3 separate regions of the Mus musculus genome follow, and all the other regions are linked to region 1. A link is a contact called in public promoter capture Hi-C data. All regions are on one chromosome and are shown on one strand. Each heading gives the region's core, a stretch centred on a gene start, on an enhancer-like site or on the middle of the called end of the contact. The rest is flanking DNA. Distances are from core to core; before and after follow the strand shown.

Evidence for each region. Promoter capture Hi-C pulls out the DNA fragments that hold promoters and counts their contacts.
Region 2: a contact with region 1 is called in a promoter capture Hi-C map of hippocampal neurons, with 4 times the contacts expected there. The contact joins the enhancer-like site here to the promoter of Pcsk2os1 in region 1. A contact is called at or near these places in 8 of 39 promoter capture datasets (the 3T3-L1 cell line, 3T3-L1-derived adipocytes, the HPC-7 cell line and 3 more), 7 of 115 datasets of contacts at active chromatin or transcription factors (embryonic forebrain, embryonic midbrain, embryonic stem cells and 4 more) and 2 of 9 other capture datasets (embryonic stem cells and pancreatic islet).
Region 3: a promoter capture Hi-C map of hippocampal neurons shows a contact between it and region 1, with 6 times the contacts expected there. The contact joins the enhancer-like site here to the promoter of Pcsk2os1 in region 1. A contact is called at or near these places in 1 of 39 promoter capture datasets (hippocampal neurons), 3 of 484 Hi-C or Micro-C datasets (cerebral cortex and cortical neurons), 3 of 115 datasets of contacts at active chromatin or transcription factors (embryonic forebrain, forebrain and neural tube) and 3 of 9 other capture datasets (adipose tissue, liver and pancreatic islet).

What each region holds. Positions count from the first base shown.
Region 1 is chr2:143,545,989-143,550,755 of GRCm38.p6, forward strand. It overlaps Pcsk2os1 (proprotein convertase subtilisin/kexin type 2, opposite strand 1), which reads right to left and starts at 1,849. Exons shown (of 3, transcript NR_040354.1): 1 at 417-1,849. It overlaps Pcsk2 (proprotein convertase subtilisin/kexin type 2), which reads left to right and starts at 145. Exons shown (of 12, transcript NM_008792.4): 1 at 145-676. The coding sequence starts at 503.
Region 2 is chr2:143,750,358-143,755,124 of GRCm38.p6, forward strand. The region is part of intron 6 of Pcsk2 (proprotein convertase subtilisin/kexin type 2); the gene reads left to right. All of the region lies in intron 2 of Pcsk2os2 (proprotein convertase subtilisin/kexin type 2, opposite strand 2), which reads right to left. Among named protein-coding and RNA genes, the nearest start is that of Pcsk2os2, 36 kb to the right of the region's middle. Within about 2 kb of position 1,899, at least 5 of the 459 cell types and tissues checked have an H3K27ac peak or open chromatin away from gene starts, as enhancers often do. A contact at or near this core is called in hippocampal neurons, where this site is marked.
Region 3 is chr2:143,338,601-143,343,367 of GRCm38.p6, forward strand. No RefSeq gene overlaps it. Among named protein-coding and RNA genes, the nearest start is that of Gm33599, 150 kb to the right of the region's middle. Within about 2 kb of position 2,286, at least 2 of the 459 cell types and tissues checked have an H3K27ac peak or open chromatin away from gene starts, as enhancers often do. A contact at or near this core is called in hippocampal neurons, where this site is marked.

The sequences.
Region 1 (4,767 bases), core at 599-3,098:
CCGGGCAGCCAGCTGGGCAGGGGAGGGCGGGGGCGGGCGGGGGCGGGCTCGGGGCGGCCCGGGGCGGGGCCCGCCGATCCTCTGGCCTCCATTGGCCGCTGGCGGGCGCGCGTCACCCGGGCTGGCGCTCGCCTCCAGCCCTCTAGAATTGGAGCCGAGGAGGAGCTGAAAATGCAGATTTAGCATCAAGCACAGACACACACTAGCTCTTTCTCTCGGGTACACACAGCTCCGCACATTCGCACCCCTGCCAGCCAGCCGGGCTGCGCGACTCCCCGGCTTCCCTGGCAGCCAGCTGCTGGTGGACAGCGTACAGATTTGCTGTTTGCCAAGCTTCTTTTCTGCCTCTTTTGCTATACAAAGATTTTTTTTTTTAAAAAAAAAAAAAAAGAAAAACAGAAACAAAAACTACATACCTATTTTTTATTTGCATCTTCCCTCTTCGTCCCCTGCTCCACCACCCTGCGCGCCTCACAGCCCCACTTTTCACTCCCAAAGAAGGATGGAGGGCGGTTGTGGATCCCAGTGGAAGGCGGCCGGGTTCCTCTTCTGTGTGATGGTTTTTGCGTCTGCCGAGAGACCCGTCTTCACGAATCATTTTCTTGTGGAGTTGCATAAAGACGGAGAGGAAGAGGCTCGCCAAGTTGCAGCAGAACACGGCTTTGGAGTCCGAAAGGTAAGATTTTTTTTCCATACATTTCACATGTTGTTTCCAGAGGAGGGACAGCCTTGCGCAATCTCGTTGCAGATTTGCAAGTTTTCTGTCTTTTTATGCTATGCAGCTATTCTGCCATCGGTTCTCAAACACGACATTGCCTCCGGTGATCTTTCATGGGTTATGTAATTAAAATGTCCTTCATCTGTATTAGAAAGGTCAGAGAAATAATTTGTTGGTGTTTGACTTGGTGGGGGCAAAATAAGACCGCACCTTACAAAGGATGCTGTGCGCCCCGGCTGCTGTCCGAGGTACCAAGTTCTCCAGGCTGCCTAGGGACAGAGGGATAGAGTCCAGAGCAGCTGGGCTTACGTCGACTGCTTTGCCAGGGAAGTCTCCCAGCCCCCCACGCCCCGGAGAAAGAATAGTTTCCCACCGACATGGCTCAAAGATCGAGCGTTGCAGTTCACCTCAGTTTTCCGACCCACGCCTAAGGACTTCCCTCCCAGCGACTTTCAGTCCCTGCTTTTTTCCCCAGTGGACAAGAGCTTTCTGACTTGGAAACAAGGACGGAGTTCTCTGTCCAAAACGAGTGCTGAACTTGTGCGCTTTGGCTCCTGCCCACGACCTCCCACTCCAGAAGCGCACTCCTGTTTGGAGAGTTCTTAATTTGCTTCTTTAGGACACCTCGCTGCCAAGAGAGATGGATTCTGAGGGGGATTCCCCCCGGAAAAGTCGAGGTGTCCTCTCCTGATGTGTGGGCAGCCAGCGCGGTTTTCCCCAGAGAGCACGGGGATCCCCATTCCAAGAAGTTGTCCAAGTTGAACTGTTTGGATAAGATTTCGAGCTTTGGGTGCCTCTGGCAACCTCTGGATAAGTTAGGGTACTCGTCCTGCGGGGAACAGAGGAGAATAATTCATTTGGCGGGGAGCATGCCTGACCTGCTCTTCCTGCGAAATATCTGTATCCCAGATCTGGAGTGTCCTTAGGGGACCTGGCACCGCTAGGGGAGAGTGAGGATGCAAGGAGAAGCCAGTCTGAGGGGAATGGAAGGTCAAAGGATGCAGCTTGGTACCCGTGGGCTGTCCCCTCCCTCCTGATCCCACAAGAAAAGAGGCTTGAGAGAGCATTGGGTTCCCTCCCTAGAAGGGCAACACAGGCTGGTCTCCTCTGTCAGAACTTCCTATGTCTCTTGCCGAGTTCCCAGCTACTAGGATGACTCCTTCAGGAGCGCAGGGCTCTCCCGCCTACACTCACCAGCGGCGCGGCGGGCGCGTATTCTACCTCAGCTGTGTTTGGCAGCGAGTTTCACAGAGGTCCTGGAAGAAGCGCAGGTCTGCGGGTGGCGCGCGGGCGGGTCTCACACACCTAGAACTAGTTGCTCCCGAGAAGAGAAGTGTGGGTGGAGCAGGGGAAACCAGGTTCCTGTTGATAGAACAGTCTCCTGGCCTCCTGGCCCACGGAGACTTCTTTCAAACGACATTCAACCCTGAAACAAGCTGATACCCCACCTAACCCCGCTCCGCCCTCCTCCCCCCATTGGCAAAATCCAGCGTCCTAGCGGCATTGGCAATGAGTGATTATAGTTAGCTGATATCTGACTGTGAGATCTTGCATACTTTCCCTTTTGAAAAAAAAAAGATTTATCTCATCGTGTGGGGGGGTGGTGGGGGGGGTGTAGGTTGGAACTGGGATTACCGAAGGTTGTGAACTGCTCCGTGTGAGCACCTGTATGCACCCTTAACCCATGAGTTCTCTTTCCAGCCTGCTTAGATGCATTCGTATTTAATATCAACAGCTGCAAGAATGCTTCTGTTATTAGAAAACCCTTGCTAGGTGTTGACAGGGCTTTATGGCTGGGCTACCCTACGAAGGGAAGAGGCAGCAAGATCTTTAATTCTTCTATACCTGTGTAACCCTACCTGTGGGTACCTTCTGTGTCAGCCCTTTCTGACAAGGAAGGAAACCCATCTGCTGCAATGGTTTTCCATCTCCTTTTTCTTTCCCCCTGGAAAACACATTCTTGAGATCTGATGCTAAAAACCTAATGAAAGGTAGGTGTAACTGAGCCTGATAATGGCTAACCCTGTCAATTTTTCAATATATTTTTTTTTCCTAATGGGAATGAATAACTCAGTGAGTGCTTAACGGTTGTGATGGTGAGATTGAAGCCAGGAAATATAAAGGTAATCTTATGGTTTATCAGCAATTTGGTTCGACTTTGAACAGAAAGACACATATACTTTGGGGTTAACTATTTCTCCTCATTCCATTCTTTCTTGGAGAGGAGGTCACTGACTGATTTTGTATTGCAATATCAAGCTGCAATCCTCAGCTATGAAGAACAGGCTTTCGATTTGGTGTCTCCTTTTTCCTCTCCTTGTCCTCTCAGATAGTACCTCCTAACCAAATCCTAGTCTTTTGCCCTGATACGTATTCAAAGGCTAACCCATGTATGACAAGGTACTTGTGCCTGAAGAAGCTTTGTGGTGCAATGCCCAGAGAGCATTGAGCCCTCCAATGAGCCTTTTTTTTTCCTTCTTTGAAGGATCACATGCTGTTGATCCTTCAAGACCTGGACCTAAATCTTGCCTGATGCTACAGCCATAAAGAGCTTCCCTTCTCCCAGCTGCCCACAAGGCAGGAACAGCCACTGCCCTCTGTCCTACCCTCAGTCACTCATGGGAACCTAAGTATTCAGAGCCAATGTCCTCTGTATTCCTGGCTTCTTTGCCTTATCCAGTCAACTGCTGTGCTTGACGGCCCTTAATGTATTCGTATGACTGTTTCCCAGGCACTGTCCTCTCTTGGTCTCTTTGCACTGCTCTATACTTGTCCCAACTTCTTATCCTGAATTTTGTACTTTAAACCCTAAGACATCCTTCTCTGTGGTTCCTCTAAGCCTTAGCAGATCTCTTCATCTCCTCCTGCTCAATGTCAGGTATGAAAGGTTCTCAGCAGCTAGTTATACACACATAGGAAGGGGCAGGGATGCAGATGAGGGGAGCCTTCTGTGACAGAGTATCTCATCCTAATCCCACAAAATAAGTAGAATTGTCTGCATCAATCTTCACATGAAATTCAAAGCTCTAAGATATTAAGTAACTGCCTTATATTGGCAAAGGAAATAATTCAAACATAAATCCAAATTCACTTGACTACTAGCTGTCTCCAGGAAGCCATCCCTGACTGCCAAGAACTTTGCCTTGGAGATACCATTTTGAAAATGTGAAAGAGGGGCTTCTTACCTTTCCTTTCTTTTTTTACCTGTGCTATAATTACCATTTGTTTGCTGTTGAGATATGAAAATGTGTCACTGACTACCGTGCACATCTGTATTCATCTTCAGAAGATCGGAACTAAACAATTCTGCTTTTTCCTAGCCCTGATGCCACATGTTGTGCTGGGCATGAAATGCTGGGAAAGGTTTTGTTCATGATTTAATTACTTCATCACTAGAATATCAGTAAAAGCAAATATTTATGTTTTCTCCAGGAAAGAAAGTAAAATACCTGTCTAGTTTATTTTTTCTGTTTTATTTTAACCTGGTCCTCACCCCAAACCATGTCCACTGAGATGCTATATACAAAGAATTCAGTGGTGACAGGACTGACTTCAGATAGCACCTCCCACTTCTCAGGACATTATTTTTGACTCTTCTGAAATGGAAATAAAAATGACTTATCAAAATAATGAATCCCATATCACAGTTTCAGCCAACTGTGTGTGAGAATGTTGAGCAAAATAAGAAAAGAGTAAAGTTCCATTAATAATTAACATTTTAAACACTGTTAGACATTTTTTGTTTTATTATGTTTAGATTTTTATGGATGGAGAGCTCACTGGGGTGCTTTCACAGATAACATTGCATGACCATTTTTATAAGTGTAAGGATATTTCTATTCTAAAGGTGATCTACTAGTAATAGTACTAGCAGGTAATAAAAATAAATTTTGGATCATTGTACTTTGTGGATATATAATTTAACATATGAAAGAACATAGCTTACTATTTTCACAAAGTGAGTATACTGGATCATAAGCACTGAAGTCAAGAAACAATTATTATCAGAATCCCCAAGGCCCCCTACTGCTTCCTGAGCACTTCTGAGT
Region 2 (4,767 bases), core at 649-3,148, 200 kb after region 1:
GCCTTTGCTTCTAACCTGTAGACAAGGCAGAAGTTATCTCCTTCAGTTATTGATAGGGATAGGTTAAGAAAGACTGAATAGCTTCTCTGGTCAAACAAACCAGGTTCAGTCAATAATAGACCATGTTTTATAATACTTTAAAAATCTAAATAATTATTGCTTCTTTTTTTGGTGTTGGTTTTGGCTTTGGTTTTGGTTTTGGGTTTGGTTTGAAGTTGGGTCACAATTTGTAAGCCAGGTTGACCTTAAACTTACTATGTAACCCAGCTGGCCTTGAACTTTCAGCAATCCTCTTGCCTCAGTCTCCTGAGTGCTGGGATTCCAGATGTGCACCACCATCCTCAGCTCAAATGCGTACCATTTTTATAAGTATCATTTTTTTATATAATTTTACTCAAGACGTGTGATATCCAGAAGTGGGCAGGACAGGTTCTAAGTGAAGCAGGCAGCTTAATCTAGCTTTCTAACAAACCAGGGAACATGCGTGTGGAGACCCAACAACTTCAGAAAATGCAGAGTGTGAAGAACAGACGTAAACTGAAATATACTAGTCTTAATGGACAGTTACTCGTGTGCATGCAGTAGCATAATTCACTCTCTACTGAGCTCTTGCAGCCAGAATTTGACCATGCAGTGCTTGGAAAAGCATCTTTGTCAGTGAAAATACAGCTAGTAAGATCTGAGAGCTCTGGCCATGAAGTCTTTCTTATTGCCACAACTTAGAACCCTGCACCCTAGTATCTTACCAGATAACTTATATTTAGACACAAGGATATGAAGTTACCTAACAAATGCCCCTAAGCAAGAAGTTCAGAAATACCTAGCAGTGATTCTGGAAGGCTGTGTTGAGCTGGATCTGGCCTCAGCATTGACTGATTTCTGGCCCTCTCATGAGTGTAATAAAGAGCGCATATTCCCGACTATGCGCTGTCTCTCTGTAGCTAATAGCTATTACGTATTAGTAAACTGTCCCCAAGCAGATAGAGAAGTTTTTCCTGAATGTAAACATAGTCCCCTCCAAGCCAAATCTTCTTTATTTTTCTTTTTTTAATTTACTCTTCTCCCATATATTATATCCCAACTGCAATCCCCCCTGACTCCCCTCCTCCTAGTCTCTCCCCTCTACCTTCTCTTTCCTCTCCCCTCAGAAAAGAGCAAACCTCCCAGAGATAACAACCAAACACAACATAACAAGCTACAATAAGAACAGGCACATAGTCTCACATCAAAGCTGAATGGGGCAACTCAGTAGGGGAAAAAGGATCCTAAAGGCAGGCAGGCATCCTTTGGGAGTCTAAGACTCCCACTACCACTACCCCACTACCACTGAGGAATCCCACAAGAACATCAAGCTATACAACCATAATATATATGCAGAGCCCCTAGGTCAGACCCATAAAGTCTCCCTGATCTCTGTGAGCCCACTTGAGTCAGTTGATTCTGTAGGCTGTGTTATTTTGGTATCGCTGACCCCTCTGTTCAACCCTTCCTCTCCTTACTCTGCAGGACTAGTATTTGCTCTGCCTAGTATTTGGCTGTGAACTCTGCATCTGCTCCCATCAGTTGCTAGATGAAATTTCTCTGGTCCCTCTGATGATGACTGTGCTAGGCTCCAGCCCCAGCACATCCTGCAGGCAGGACAAACTGTAGGTCACAGGTTTTGTGGCTGGGTTGGTGTCCCAATCCCTCCACTTGAGGCCTTGCCTGGTTACAGACAACAGCTGGTTCAGGCTCAATGTCCCCTGTTCCTAGAAGTCTTTGCTAGTGTCCCTCTTGTAGATTTCATGGAGTTTAGATTGCACTGGGTTTCTACCTTGCCCCCGAAATGCATCACCAATTCTACTCGGTATCCTCTCCCTCCATCTCCCCGTCCCTCCTGTTCCCATCTGAATCCACCCCCAGTCCAGCTGGGAAATCTATTTCCCCTTTAAGCCTTCCTTGTTAACTTAGCTTCTCTGGGACTGTGGGTTATAGTGAGATCATTTTTTACTTTACAAGCTAAGTCTTCTCGTGTGATACATATAGAAATCTTCCTCAAAAAAAGAATCCTCTTAGAAAATGCCTTATCTCTTAAATATTTTCATTTGCAAGCTTGTTCTTGAAAGTTCCATTTTAAACAGGCTAACAGCCTCTAATTAGATCTAATTAGTGTTTAGTGTAATAAAAATCCATCACTGTCAGGAGTAAGAATTCCCAAGTGACAAGTTTACCAGAGACACAGTCCTAGTGAATCAGGCAAGCAGACTGCTTGTGTCCTAGGAAACCGACGACTCGGGACAGAATGTTCATCCACTCTGAGTAATAAATACCTCTCCCCCAATTATCAACTCATTCTCGGATACTTTCATCTACTACATCTCGTATTGCAATGATCTGGTGATGCCAGGCTAAACACATGGAATCACAAACAAGAGAGATTGTAACTAATGGTACGAGGTAGTATGACAAGCATACCACACTAGGAGAACCTTGGCCCAGAAAGCTGGCACTGGCCTGGCATGAAATAGTCTTTCTTCCACGTGTAGGATAGGTTCCTAGGAGTTTCCTGCAGAATGAGAGGGCACTGTGCCTAGTACCATCTTCAGTACGGCTTACTATAACTTAAGGCAGGAAGTGGAGGATGGGTTGAGTGTTGAGGGAATGAAACCGGTCATGGGTTAACCATCAATAAAGCTGAGAGCAGAAAACGGGAAAGCTTGCTCTGTATTTGTACACCATGTCTATTCTAGTCTGCATCCGATATTTGTCATTCTCTCAAACAGCCAAGGGAAAAAATTTAAAAGCAGAAAGTTTTCTTTGGGGTCTTGGGGCTCGGGGCTTTCAGTCCATGATCATCTTGGCTCTATCCCTGGGCACTGGGAAAGGCAGACTATCATGGTGATGGAAGTATGGTGGAGCGAAAGCAGCTCACCTTATGACTGACAGGAAGCAGAGAGACAAGACAAAGCCAGGGCAAATCTAGCCCCTCAGTGTCAATTCTACTCCTCCAGGTAGAACCCCCCCCCACCTCTTATTTCCTTCACCTCCCCAAAAAAGATTCCAGCTGGCTACCAAGCCTTCCACACATAAGCCTATTGAGGACATTTCCTGACCTAACCCATTACATTAAAATGAGAAATAAGCTTGAAATTCAGGGGACGTAGAAATAGGCAGTGAATGGACGTGGAAGTTAAGTTCAATATTCACCAAAGCACTAGTTCTGCTAGGCAAGCTTCTTAGGAACTCGCCAGATTGTGTGAGGAGGAAGCACACACCTTAATCATCATAACACTGGCTGGGCCCAAGGCTAACATTACACAACATGCTAATAAACATTGAGACAATCTTACTATTTCTAAGGCACCATCATTTTAATACCTTGTGTGCATTAATCTAATTATCCCTACACTCTTAATTATCCGCATGATCCCTAAGCATATAGCCTATGCCATTTGTACAAGGTCACACAGTGAATGAGTGGTGAGGGCAAATAGGTAGAGTTGGAAAAACAAAGAAGATGAAAGAAAGCGAGAGGTACAAAATGCATTTGAGAAGTGCCCTGGACATATGGTTCAGACATCAGAGATAGTGCAGGGAACAGCATCCTAAAAAGAGTTTATGGAGGACAAGATACTGGGTTGCTAAGGGAAAGAAGAGGACAGACTGTGGCTGGGTGAGAAACTGACTGAGGGTCACAGACAAGGATCCCTATCCCATCTCCCCCAAAGAATGTTGTCACCCAGAGACACAGGAAGGAGCCTTAGGTTAGCACCTACCCTTGGCCAGCACAAGATCTGTCGTTGTTCTGCCAGAGCCTCCTGCCAGCTGCACCACCACAGGGACATGGCACTGCCTCCTCGGGTGACTTTTCTGGACATGCGTATCAAATGTGGTGCCGCACACCCATCCAGACTTTATGGTCTCTTAAGCAATGCTCATCTCAGCATGCACTAAGTCTGCAGTAAAATTGCCGTCTGCTGACCCAGAAGAAGCTGCTGCTATTGAGTCTAGCCATGCTGCCTGCTGTAGAGGCTAGTTAGAGCCCGGGGGCAATTGCTGCACAGGCTTCAACAGTGGCAGTGGTGTTGGCCATCTATCCTAAGATTCCATTACTGGGGAAAGAAGAAAATACAACAAAGCACCCTCAAGCAAGTGACTGAAATGTATTCCTTGAACGGGGAACCAAATTCAAGAGCTGCATGCTGCCCCACCCCCACCCCACCCCTGGGTTTTCCTGAGCATTCTAAAGCATCTTACCAACTCTGTTTTTCTTCAAGTATGCATTTCCGATAGAATATATTTAAGACTCCAAGCCAAGGACTGTTCGTGAAAACAAGCTTCATACCTACACAAGCACTGCTTTCAATATGCCCTGTCCTGTGCTTGACCACACTTTGTAGTATAGTCATAGTTATTGAGTGGTTGTGGACCTCTCAATAACTATATGCAATATTAGAGCTCCAGAGATACTTCTGAAACACAGTTGAAAATTTCGCAAAGTATAATTTTCTCCTAGCTTGCAATCAGAGAATGACATTTTGGCCCAACAAAATGATAATCCAAATTACAGGAAAGGAAGGAAATATTACATATTTAACAGGCACCAATAATGTGCGCAGCAGATATAATTGATTTGCTGGGAGGCCTCGGGATCTTACAGTGGTTCTTTTCCTGGCTGGCATTCAGTCAACACTGATTAGCTGATTGCTGGAAGGGTAGCCTACCTTTTCGGGCACATTGTTGAGTGGCCTTGACAGCTGTCTGTTTTTAGAGCTGCCTGCTACTCAC
Region 3 (4,767 bases), core at 1,036-3,535, 210 kb before region 1:
CCATGGGAAATCGCAAGATCCTCTCCCTCACTACTTAGATTCCAAAGAGGTAGGTAGATCTTTCATGACAACTCTCTGGATCCTTCCTCCATGAGGATGAAATGCGCAGAAAGTGCTGTGGTGCTATCCCCAAGAGGCACAGGACAGAAGAGGACCAGTGATTTTCTTTTGCTTTCATTTTTCCCCCAAACCAGGGCATAAGTTCTCTCTGCCCAGTCCTTCCCAGGAGTTGTATCTCCTTTGCCTTTCAAACTCCTTCTATCTGTCTCTTCCCAGCAGTGGAGTGATGTTAAGACTGATATGTGGTGTATCTGGGCATTAGCTATAAACTATATCTTGCATCTCTTTAGCAGAAAAACAGGGTGCCTCTGCAGCTATACCATGTAGGTAAAAGAAAAGAACATTGATGATGTTCTTTGATGACTTGTGCTAGAATTGTAGCAATAAATGTTCCCCACTATCCTTAAGCTGATTACAATCTCTGAGATTTATGCTGTGGTTAGTTTTGGTGAGTGACCTCAGGTTTGGTATACTACAGTTTTTGTACAGAAATTCAAGATCAAAGCTCTGTTGGAATAAGGCTGCACCACAGAAAATGTGTTGATGAAGCATCATGTTTATCACGCCTTTTATTCAAGTCTCCCACCTCTTCATTCCCCTAGCATTCCCGGGGACCTTAACTGATTCATGTCTCTGTTTAAATTATAGCAGGCACCTTCATTTCATTTTGATTCATAAAAGAATTTGGTTGCTTAATGGTAACAAAACTTATTTTCTGTTTCTGTTTGGAGTTCCTGAATGTACCTCCCACATGCTAAAGAGCCTTCCTGATGGTGCCATTTCTGTTCAATCTGGTATCTATCCCGAGAAGCAGGTGAACATTAGGGGAGTAAGTTAGCAAAGTGAGATATTTTTAAATATTTTATTTTTATGTTTATAGGCGCTTTGCCTGCATGCATTTTTGTGTCCCATGTGCATGCTGTGCCTAGTTGAACCAAAAGAGGGTGTCAGGTCCTCTGGGAGTTATAGACGTATCTGCATTCCATGTGAATGCTGAGACTTGAACCCAACTCCTCTAGAAGAGCAACCAGTGCTCTTAGCTGCTGAGCTGTTTCTCTAGTAATGTGCCAGAACCTCTGAATCTCAGCTCCCTATAAAATACTTCTAGTCATGAAAATCACAGATTTGGAAGTCACTTATAAAATATAGGTATAAACAAGATGAATGTTATACTAACATTTGGCATCAAATCAGAGCAGAGACTCGTGTGGCATCATTTCATATGAATCGCATGCATGTTCCTGATGACAAACAGTGACTTCACATTTTTGACTGGGCTGGCAGTATAGCATGAAATTGACTACATGGAAATAGCTCCACCTTCGCATGGGTATCCTTTCCTTGGAAACTTGACTGTAGAGGCATGAAGGTTGTGATAATTAGAAGCATCTGTATGGTGAGCATGTTAAAACTTTTTAGTTTTGCTGATAATTAAAAGTGACTCTTTGGGGTCTGCAAAAGCTGGTGAAAGTAGAAGCTTTCCAACACAGCTGGGACTAAATCTTCAGATGAGAAGCAAAGCAGAGCTAAGCTTCTCCAGCCCTTCTGCTGGGAGGAGCAAATGTTCCCTGCTTTCCTTTAGGAACCAGATGGAAACCACTGTTAAATGGCACTCCTTGGTGGCTCACTGGCTCATTATTCCATGGCCAACCTCTGTACTCATAACACAAGCATTTGGCTTAGTGAGTTCCTCAGAACATTTGCACCTGATGGGCCATTTTATTGGGCCCATCATCGGCCATCATGTGTGACATTTAATTGGGAATGAATTTTCAATGCCTTGTGTTTATATATAAAGGCAGGAGTTTGTTCAAAGCATCTAGTCACAGGAAAGGAGAACAAAGGGCTCTTTTTCTTATACTCTACAGAGGTCTTGCAATGTACTGTCCCTGAGTGAAGCCAGACACACCAACTTGCATCTTGGCTCATGCACGACCAGTCATGACTCAGCTGTAATTTTAACATGGCAATTATTTTCCCACGAAATACGTGCAACTGCCTTGCATGTAAGAAAAACATGTGCCTTTTTCGAATGTCTTATGTTCTTTGCATTGGATTTGAATTTCCATCCTCTAAGAAAGCCACCTTCTTTACAAGGTAGACACTTCAATATTACTGCAAAGTCTAAGTTCCAAGAAAAACCATGAACTCTTTGTTGTAAATCATTTTCACATTGTGAATTTGTTGGTTGTATTATAATTACAGCAGATGAACTGCTTATGTGTGGGCAGCTTGCAGCCTGTAAGCAGAGGCCACTGCTTTAGCACATGTCAGTTTATGTATGAGTTGACGATAGAGAGGTTTGTAAAGAAAAAGATGAATCCCAGGCTTCCACATTGACCACTTTAATTGGCTTCTTTTACTACCATTTTACTACATGCTGAGATTTGTAATTAAAACTTTATGATAAAGACTTACAAAAAGAAATATCATATTACTTTTTAAATAAATTAGCCAGGCACACCATTTTTTAAGTAAAAAAAAACATCTTTTTTTAAACCAAAATATTTTATTCAAAATATCATTTATTAGTTCTGGGGAAAAGTTTTAAAGTGTGAATTATTCCAGGAATATAGCAATATTCACTTTCCATGGAGCTTGGTAGTCATGATTCGATGAGAAATCAGCTGTATTAAAAGAGGCAGTGCATTTGATTCAGCTAAGCATAGGACTCGGCGTGTGTAACTCAGACTGGAGTACTTGCTGGGCATGTGTGACACCTTGTGCTCCACCCCCAACCCTACAATAAAAATGCAACCTAAAACTGCTATGTTAAGTTGAGCTTGGGAATATTGGAGAATATTTTATTGTGGAGTCATGGATCTATAGGTGACAGGTGGGAAAGAAGAGGAATCAGAGAGACCACTAATATTCTTTGTATTTTTGAGACAGCAGGAGGTGTAGATATGGAAGGAAATGAACGTGAGATCTGAGAAGAAGAGATTTACATGGGCTCACAGAGTCCATGCAATATTCAAAGATGTCTGACCTGAGTTCATGTTTTCTGAATGCTAACTGACTAGGCAAGTGACTTGCTCTTCACAAACTGAAAGGGGAATGGTTATGGTGAATATTTGATATTAATATATGAATCATAATCTACCATACGGTTACTCTCATTAATTATTATTGCCCTGTAATGAAAGTTCTATGAATTCTCCTGTTTTGATGTTAAAGTGATATAGCAAAGCACACCTATTATTTACTTATTCTTTGGCCCTGGTGTGCACCTACTACTTCTACCAAGACAGCCCCTGAAAGTACTGAGTTGAAATAAGTTCTGGCTTATAGCTTTGGTATTCTTTAACTTATAATGCTGAAAGATTGCCTGCTGGATTAAGAGTTGACAGGTGAAGGCTTTTGCTATCCATGGTCTCATTACCGTTTAGACATGTGTCAATTTATACACTCCCAGTAGTTGATCACACAATCTTGAGTCAAATATAGTATTTCACAGGTGCTCACCCAAGTCTAAAAACAGCTCCACCCACTGGAGAAAGCTGATGGAGACTTAATTCTGACAAACAGATTTTTCTTTCTACCTCAGGAATTCACTAGAGTGAATAAACCAGATTGACTCATTTAACTTGGTAAAAATCATTTGAAAGCATGCAAAAATGGAAGTGGGGGAGGGATTAAAGAATACCACCTGGGCTATTGAATTACCTAGTGCTGCAGTCTCATAAAACAGTGATGTTTCGAAAGGTGCATGGGTTGAGAATAAATATTCAGAAGCTCTATGATGAAACAGTACTATAATAGAATTGCTTGCAATCTCAATATGCTCTTTTGTCTTTTGTCTTTTGTTGGGTGTGTGATAATGATATGCACCAAAGATTGGCCACATCATTAGAGGAGAAATGAAGTGATGGACTGACACCCTGCAGTTGCCAGCAACGCTGTGAAACTCGATATGCATTCAAATGTGATGAATGAAAGCTTGGTCCACTGATTTTGCTGTGACACGTGTTTGAGTATGCTTTGTATTGGAAGGAAAAGTTCCCTTTCTCACTGTGGAGCCATAAATTAACTTGTGTTCCTCTCCTTACAGTAAAGAGCTACCTGCTTGGTGTTTTTAAATGGCATCACCAATTACTAGTGAAATATTTATGGCTTTATCCACACTAAATGGATAGAAACAAACTCAAGTCCTTGAGCATGTAATTAGAGTAGGCCATAAAGAGACAATAGGGAGACTGGGGAGAGGGGTCAGTGATAGAACATCTGGATAGCGTGTAAAAAAATGCTATATTCAATCTCCAGTACCACACTCAAAGAATACAGTTGTAAGTACCCTCCTTGTGGACCTAGAATGAAGCCACATCTCAAAGGGTAAAAGTACAATATCAGATTAGTCTAGGTCTTATATCAGAAGATTTGTAGCAAGGCTTGGGTTAGAAGTGGGATTCCTGTTTGTAAAATAATTCAAGTTCCCAAACTATATTCCTTAATAGTCTTAGTAAAAATAATGGAAGATACTATTGTCATGTTTCTGCTATATGCTAGCTATTTTACAAAGTACTATTGTATACCCCAACTTATTATGCTCTCCCCAAATACAGGAGTAAAGTATTTTATTCCACTATATAAAAGTTGCAAAGTAATTGGGTTCATTTAATCACTCAAGGCCTCACAATAAAGAATATCCTTACTTTGTTTATTATGGATAGTTGGTCAATAACTTAGCTGGAGACCAGAGAAAGACTA